Linked DNA regions of Sus scrofa: region 1 is linked to region 2. Evidence: chromatin contacts called from public Hi-C data. All regions are on one chromosome and are shown on one strand. Each heading gives the region's core, a stretch centred on a gene start, on an enhancer-like site or on the middle of the called end of the contact. The rest is flanking DNA. Distances are from core to core; before and after follow the strand shown.

Evidence for each region. A called contact is a pair of places that touch in the nucleus more often than the background predicts.
Region 1: a Hi-C map of heart right ventricle shows a contact between it and region 2, with 4 times the contacts expected there. The contact joins two enhancer-like sites. A contact is called at or near these places in 2 of 47 Hi-C or Micro-C datasets (fetal heart ventricle and heart right ventricle).

Annotation. Positions count from the first base shown.
Region 1 is chr15:94,766,677-94,771,011 of Sscrofa11.1, reverse strand. The region is part of intron 7 of C15H2orf88 (small membrane A-kinase anchor protein); the gene reads right to left. Among named protein-coding and RNA genes, the nearest start is that of MSTN, 140 kb to the right of the region's middle. Within about 2 kb of position 2,846, at least 7 of the 83 cell types and tissues checked have an H3K27ac peak or open chromatin away from gene starts, as enhancers often do.
Region 2 is chr15:94,653,794-94,658,200 of Sscrofa11.1, reverse strand. It overlaps C15H2orf88 (small membrane A-kinase anchor protein), which reads right to left. Exons shown (of 8, transcript XM_021076261.1): 5 at 3,152-3,221. Among named protein-coding and RNA genes, the nearest start is that of MSTN, 28 kb to the right of the region's middle. Within about 2 kb of position 3,125, at least 2 of the 83 cell types and tissues checked have an H3K27ac peak or open chromatin away from gene starts, as enhancers often do.

The DNA.
Region 1 (4,335 bases), core at 1,597-4,096, 110 kb before region 2:
CTCATATCGTGATCTGGGTGATGGCACTGAATTAGCAAGTCAAAAGTCAATAGGACTACACTTAAAAAATAAAAAGCCTTCGTGATGAGTCAAATGATAGTTAAACTAATGCAGGATTTTGACTCTCAGAAGCAAGAACAAGTTTATGAGGGGATATGATAGATGAACTCCATGGCAGTGGTTCCAGAAGGTCAGGGTTTACAAACAAAACATTAAAAAGCTGAGCAACTCCTGTATCTCTCATCAACTCAGTATCTACCATCTGTGATTTACCTAAATATGCTTGCATCTCACACTCTAGCCCAAGATCACTTTGGGGGTACAGGTTTTCTACACACAGTATAAAATGTGCTTTTTATTAATCCTAAAGCTATATGCACAGAAAGAAGGCAAAAGTTGTTTTAGATTTGGTAAACAAAATTATTCCTTGTCAAGCCATTTCTTATTTCTCTGAGTGTAGACTAGTAGTTCATCCAAGAACCTAACTGAAGTTCTTTTAAAAAAGTGACAACTTGGTATCATAGAATACCAAACTTAAAATGCTTCACTAAACAAAATTACTTTATACTCAAAATCAGTGCATAAACTCTTTTTTCTCATAGGGTTTCTTTGAACTTCACTGGGCCTAAGGAGAGAAGTATATCTGTACAGTAAACTCAGGTCATTTAGAACTCAGAAAAGTCAGAAAAACCAATAGATTCCACACAGAGAGTTCTTTACATGGCTTTTGTCCAAAAAAGAGTAGAGCAATTTAATAATGTGACCATAGGAGTTTTTCTTTGTTTCTTTGAGACTGTTTCCTCATCTCTAAACTAAGGGCAATGATACCTGCCCCAAAATGTCTCATGAAGAGTGATAAGGAAAAACATAAAGCACTATAGAAATGCAGCAGCTATGCTGCTACTACAATTACTATCCATTGCTAAACGGATGATGATGTAAGAGGGAAGAAAAAAACACTAAAAAGGAAGGAGATGCTGACAGCTGAGGACCTTATCTTGGGTAACCCACACTCCCTGGTTCTGAACAGTTCTCCCAACCCCCTGCACGAGGTCCACACACAAGAAACACAGCACTACCCCAGTAACAAAACTTCCCTCAAAGGTGGAAGCCATGCACTCCAAAACAACCCCCAAATGTAGATCCTTGTGGAATTACATTCCAGTATGAATGCATAGCCCACTCCACTGGGATGCCTCTCTCCTAAGCCTGTGAATTCAGAGGGTAGGCACTTGGCCTCACTCAAGCCTGAACTTTAATAAGTAGTTTCTAATTCCAGGTTTGTCTAAAACACCTAAATCTTAGTCATTTAACTTGATGAAATTATCTTAACTGGCATTTTTTAGGGCACTAAATTTTATTGACCTCAACTGCAAATAAAACTCTTAAGGAGTTTGAAAGGGTCAGAGTTTGCCACCCTAAAAGATGCCACATTGCCATAGGGGTTGTTTTGAGCCAAAAGCAATTAGCTTACTGCCCTCTACCTTTCTGTTCAAAAGCAGGGCATAAATTCCCCTTAGTAAAGGTGTCTCCCTCTCCTATACCAAAAAGATAACCACTCTGGAGACAACTGTTATCTGCAAAACAAACAACCCTTATTAGTCATACATCTAGTCACCCTTTCAGAACTCTGTCATGCCTGGAGCTCCAACCCCCTTTCCTTAGTCTGGCCTCTGTCCCCACTTTATCACCCTTTGTTAAAATGATATGTAAGCCCCCAAGTTGCCATTTCCATGAATCACATTTCTCTGTGAACGCCCATGTGTACACAGGTAATTAATTTTTTTTCTCCTACTAATCTGTTGTCAGTTTGATTTGCAGGCCCAGTCAATGAACCTAAGAGGATAGAAGAAGATGATTTTTTTCTCCCTCCCCTACACATTCAAGGTTAGTCAGTCTTTATGTTACGTAGTGAAACAACCTCAAATATTTTAGAACGATTAGGAAGCATTAACAGCAAACTGAAAGTGTCAACTGCTATGCACTGAATTAAATTCCAGGCAGTAGTATACGTAATTTTGAATACTTAAAAGAACCATTATTCTTATGTGGTGACGTGAGAAAACACAGTGTCCAAATCTGCTTGGACTCTAGGTCAAAGGAAGAAGAATTCTGAAAGTTTTGCTATTTAAATTTTGGTAATTTTTTCATGATACATATACCACACTCCTAAGGCATCATTAGAGAGTTCCTGTTCTCTGTAGCTGATGGTGGTGTGTTTTAGGACAGGGAGTAGACGTGAGGTAGAGGCAGAGGTATATTTAATTTAAACATTCTTAAAAAACAAAACAAAAAACCTTTTTCCTACTGGGTTCAATTTCTCATTAATCTGAGGAAGCTTCCTCCCCACTCAGGCTATTTTATCCTCACCACACACACCCATGCTCATTTTCTCCTGCTAGCCTGCCCTGGGGTTGGAAAACACCACCTCCCCTGTATCTCCACCCAGCACCCTTTCCCCCCTTCCCTGCATAAACCAAGCCTGAGCAATCTTGAAGACTAGAGAAAGCCCATCTCCTTCATGCAGACTTCCTGGAATTACCCAGTCAGTATTCTCTTCTTGAGCCCATGTCCAACTATTTAATTTACGAGTGCCGCCTCCCCAAGTGAGATTAAATATTCTTCTAGAGCAGTAGCCAATTTCTCCTTTTGTTACTTTACACGGAATAGTTCTCACACATAGAGGCATGTAATGAATGTTAATTAAAGTTTGGCTATTTATCAAATATCCATGTACTTCAAAGTGTGTTAGATGTTGGAAATAAAACAGTGAACTACATGTAGTTCTCCCTCTTCCAGGGCACTCTCAACAAACAGAAGCCACAAGCTCACAGTAGTGTTTGGGCCAGTGTTTCTTGCCAGTGTGATGTGCAAACTGTTCTGAATGAGAACAGTCCTAAGCTGAGCATTCATTCTCCAGTTCCCTGGACTCTGTCACTCATCCAGCTCCACTAATTCATGTTGCCTTCAGCCCCTTCGGAGGCATCCTTTATCCCATAACTCCTAATTTATTATTCTCCAAACTTTCAACATTATAATACCTCCCTTGGTTGTATTTCTCCCCCAATTCTGTCAGAGTATGCTTACTCGGGAAAACAGACTCCAATTTATTTATTTATTTATTTTGTCTTCTTCTTTTTTTTTTTTTTTTTTTTTGCCTTTTCTAGGTCCGGGGCATATGGAGGTTCCCAGGCTAGGGGTCAAATCGGAGTTGTAGCCACCGGCCTACACCACGGCCACAGCAACACCAGATCCTTAACCCACTGAGCAAGGCCAGGGACTAAACCCGTGACCTCATGGTTCCTAGTCAGATTGGCTAACTACTGCGCCACAACGGGAGCTCCAAAACAGGCTCCAATTTAAAAAAAAAAATTCCCAAACCCAAGGCAGATGGTATAGTAATTAATTAGAGAAAGAAAACAGAACTGTTCAGCAACTGTTTTACTTTCTTAAAAGGCAAATGATCTTTCAGCTGGAAAGGACAGAAGAAACTTCATTTAAGAGAGGATCAAGGTACAAGAAGAAGAGGTCACTTTAAAGGAATTCAAGTCTTCAAATTCTGGTGAATTATGTTCCAGGGAGGACCCGCAGATGTAAGCTCAGAAATATTCTGACAACCTTTAGAAAAACAGAAGGAAGGAGGACTCAAGAGGCTAGAGACTCAAACATGCTTTTTCCCCTAATTTTTTAAAATTCAAAAGTGAAGGAAAGCATTAGAATTCCTAGGTATTATAAACCACTTTAGTTTTGATGCCAATTTCTGGCAAAATTCAAGATTTAATCAGAAAACAAGGACTATTTGGGAGAAAAATACTGGAGACTTCTAGGAACTAGCAGTTCACTAAGAATCAGTCTTTTTATTTTTATTATTTTTTTTTAAATTTCAGCCATGCTTGTGGCATACAGAAGTAGTTCCTGGGCCAGAGATTGAACCTAAGCCACAGTGGTAACAACACTGAATCTTTAACTGCTAGGCCACCTGGGAACTCTAAGCATCAGTCATTTCTAAACTAACATCATTTACCTTTCTGATTGGAGAATACTCAAGATCTTTAATTTTCGCAAAGCATTTGATTAAAATTCTGTCCTTATGAAAAAGACTGATCTATGGGCTAGATGTGAAGGACAGTGCTAGCTGAGTTCAGCTGATTCATTAACTGTCTCAGCAATATCTACTGGGGGCCAACTAGATTCCCAACCAGTTCTCTACTTGGTACTTTGCACACATTACTTTGAATTCTAACGATTACCTGAAAGATAGATGTTCCTAATCTCATTCTATGACATGGAAAAGAAGTTTCTCAAGGTCACAAAGCTAGTAGCCAGGCTCCAAAA
Region 2 (4,407 bases), core at 1,876-4,375:
CACAGTCATGGACTACCAGTATCCTATCTTCTACCAACAATGAGATCACTACTGATTTCAAATCTAATCTATGTATATATTAATGTCCACTATATGCTCATATTATATGCTTGGTTGCTTGAGAGGAAAGAGCATACAAACGAAGGAAAGAAATGGGCCCTGACCTCAAGCATGTTGTGATCTTATCATCAGTAGCTAAAAGAGTTCTGCTAAACTCCAGAGAGCAAACAGCATTCTTTAAGCTGCCTCTTTCTCTCTGCACTAAATGACTGGTGGGCACTATATTTGTTGAGTTAGAGAGGAAAGAAGCAGTTTCTTGGATTTCCAAGTAGTGACCCCATATTTCTCATAAAAACAATGTTATAAATGATGGTTACATGTCCACACTATTTCCTCAAAGCCTATCAGCCTCAAAAGGTTACTGAAATAGAGTGCTATTTGTATACAAAATGTAGTATATTTTCTGGCATAATTATAAATAAGCTTTAAGTGAATAACCAGGAAGCCTAATTACCATCCATTGCTTCTATTGTAAAATATTTTTTAGATACAGTATAACATGTTAAAAATATTCTTCCCCTTTCCTTCCCACCTGAGCTTACATCCATACCCTGGCATCTGAGGCTACCGGGGAATCTTCCCTCAGGGTCACTTCTCACGGGAGGCAGAAAAGGGCCTTCTCGATGCACTGTGTGCAGACTGTCCCCCAATAAAGACCGCCAGAGGCAGCCTTCACTCCATTTGTTCCAAGATAGAATCTGCTTCTCAAAGACACTTTCTATTTCTTTCAGAACCAATACTTGACAAAATGCTAAATAACTTGTCAAAGGACAAGCAGCAAGAAAGCATCAAAGCTAAGGTATAAAGTTAGGTCTCTCTTACTCCACGGCCCACATTCCTTCCTACTTTCTTCAGTACTTTCAAGGAAACTACAATCACTTTAGAAATAGTCCATAGGTGCTATTTTCCACCAATTTTTTATCCTAATAAGTGAAAGTGTGTCTTACCTCCAGCTTCCTATTCACTTTTGAGAGCTATGGTCTCAAAGTAGGCAGCAAATTAAAACCACCTGGAAGCTTTAAAAATCACCTGGGCTCTACTCCAGACCGATTAAATTAGACTCTCTTGGGGTAGGGCTTTTTTTTTTTTTTTTTTTTTTTTAATTCTCTATTTGGTTCCAGTGCACTTGAGAACAACTGGCATTTGAGTCTCAGAACTAGGCTTGAAGTTGAGAGCTATAATATGCTGGCTGTGTTAGCAAGGTACTTAGCATAATATTAAAGAAAATTCATGCAGATTAAAGAGAATGTATTTGAGCATTTCACATTGTGTCTGACATGTGGTAGAAACACAACTAATGGTAGGAGTTGTGTTTCACTATAGGACACTGCTATAGTGAAAAGAAAGTGGGATTGGAGTCAGAGAGACATGATTTCAAATACCAGTGTTACTATTTTTAGTCTTTTGTAAGTTAAATACGCTGTGGCTTAGTTTCCTAATTTGTATAATAGTTAGAATAATTCCCATCTCATAGAATTGTTGTGATAAATAAAACGTTTGTGAAAGACCTGGCATATTCCTTGTATTGTTTGTAACCCAGTTATGCTAGTAAAACAGCCATTGAAATCAGTTATAGAATGTTCCTTACATTTGGAAATGTTCTGTTTTAGATATGGAAATGTATAGGCTCTGTGTTTAGTGGAAGAAATTCACATAACAGTACAGATTCTATTTATTCTATACTATCCCTTACCTTACTATAGAATAAAGCATCAAGATTTTATGATTGGGGGAGTTCCCATCATGGAGCAGCAGAAACGAATCCAATTAGTATCCATGAGGATGTGGGTTTGATCCTGAGCCTCGCTTAATGGGTTGGGGATCTGGTGTTGCTGTGAACTGTGGTGTAGGTGGCAGATGCAGCTCAGATCTGGCTTTGCTGTGGCTGTGGCTGTGGCTGGCAACTCTAGCTCCGATTCGATCCCTAGATTGGGAACTTCCATATGCCGTGAGTATGACCCTAAAAAGAAAAAAAAAAAGATTTTATGATCTGAAAAAAAAGATTTAATGATTAAGTATGATAAAGGGGCTTACTGACCTCTGGGTCAATGAGCTGGGACAGAAACTCTGGCATCTGGACTCTTCCAACCATGCTGTTCCAGACCTGACCCAAGTGCAGATCAAAGTGGCCCAAAACACAGGGGGAATCCAGGCTAGACTGTCACCACTGCCTTCATAAAATTGAGTCTAGAACAGCCTTTAGCTGTTTCTGTCTCCGTGCTGTAGGGGGTTGCAATCAAGATGGAATGTGTCAGCAGTGTTAAAACAAACATCCCTGCTCCATCTTGAGAGCAAACTCTATAAATAGTAGATCTGGACATGGCTCACACCAGACCCTTGTGTAATTATCTGTCTTCACAGGATGTGCCTGGCACAAAGGGCTAAGAAATCTGGAATGGGGCCTGATCTAAACAAGGTACTCAATAAGTGTTCCTTGAATTGAACTGACCTGTGTCCTCTGCCTGGAACACTTTTTCGACTGGAACTAGATGTTAACATTTATTGGGTCTTACCAACTACCTGGCCCTGTACTAGGCACTTTATATAGAGATCATCTCATTCATCTGGCAAACGCTTGCCCATCCTTCAAGATCTAGCTCAAATGTCACCTATTCTGTTAAACCTTCTTGACTCCCTGAGGCAGAGTCCCCTGTGCTTTTGCCCTGACAGAGCTTTGCTCAATCTTCAGAGGAGCACTTACCACCTTCTACTTTAACATATCTGTTTACAAGTCTGTCTCCCCCACTGGAATGTGAGGTCATCAGGGGCATCACGTCTTTATTACTTTTTTTGTTACTAGTACCTAGCTTCTCATGAAATTAATTTTCTAAACTTGCTCGCAATTCTGCTAAATAATGTCACACTGAAAAGTGCATTTATTTTAAAAATGACATCCTTCTACACACAGAAGCAGCTGATATTTTTATGTAACTGAGGAAGAAGGACAACTTTGATAAAATTGAGGAAGAACGAATTCTGTACTATAGAATTTGAACTAGTGAAGAGTGGGATCTGAGGCCTTTCTGCACATACCAGCTGTGGGAATCAACACCTCACTGGAAGTGCCTGACATGCTTCCACTGACACCTACCTTGGGACCAAATTATTGCTCTCAGGATATCTATAGTACCTGGCAGCCGTCTTCTGGCAGGATCTATGCACTGCAACAAAGAAAGAGAAATGTGAGAAGATTACACATAGACACACATACACATACACATCCCTCATTTTCCACTAAAGCATTATCACCTGAAATCTTTTTTTTTAAATAAATTTTGCCTGTTTCCTTTTACTTTATTATTTATTTATTTATTTATTTTGTCTTTTTTGCCTTTTCTAGGGCCGCTCCCATGGCATATGGAAGTTCCCAGGCTAGGGGTCTAATCGGAGCTGTAGCCGCTGGCCTACACCAGAGCCACAGCAATGCGGGATCCAAGCCGCGTCTGCAACCTACACCACAGCTCACAGCAATGCTGGATCCTTGACCCACTGAGCAAGGGCAGGGATCGAACCCGCAACCTCATGGTTCCTACTCGGGTTCGTTAACCACTGCGCCACGACAGGAACTCCTTTCACCTGAAATCTTAAACACTAATAATAAAATGGAGAAATAACACTTGCCTTATTGATTTCATGAGGATTGAATGAAATAATATACATGAAGTGCATGATATAGTGGCTAATTTATTGCCAGCTAAAAAGAAAGTGGATGCTATTTTAATATCCCATAACCAGGAAATATCCTTGTAACCCTCCAGCTTTCTGACTCCTTTATTCCCACTGAACACTGTGGAGCTTATCAAGAAAAATTCCTCAGAATTCCCGCCATGGTTCAGTGGAAGTGAATCTGTCTAGCATCCATGAGGACACAGGTTTGATCCCTGGCCTTGCTCACGGATTAAGGATCCGGCCTTGCTGTGAGCTGTGGCGTAGGTTGCAGACGTGGCTTGGGTGTGGTATTGCTGTGGCTGTGGCCAGCGGCTACAGTTCTGATTGGACCCCTAGCCTGGGAACCTCCATATGCTGCAGGTGAGGCCCTAAAACGACAAAAAAAAAAAAAAAAAAAAAAGACAAATTCCTCAACTCCCAAATGTTTGATATAAGCAAGTGGTTGAATGATGGTGCCATGTAATAAAATGGAGAAGACTGGGTAGGGAAGAGAGGATTGGTAAATTAAAGTTCTCTTATGGCCATGGTAAACTGGAAATTCTTATTAACTATCCAAAAGGGATATAACATAGACTGCTGAATATGAGCTGGAGTAAATATCAGCAAATACTTAATATTAAAGTCAGAAGGACTGAATGAAATATCTACAGAGAAAACATACATATAATAAATATAACT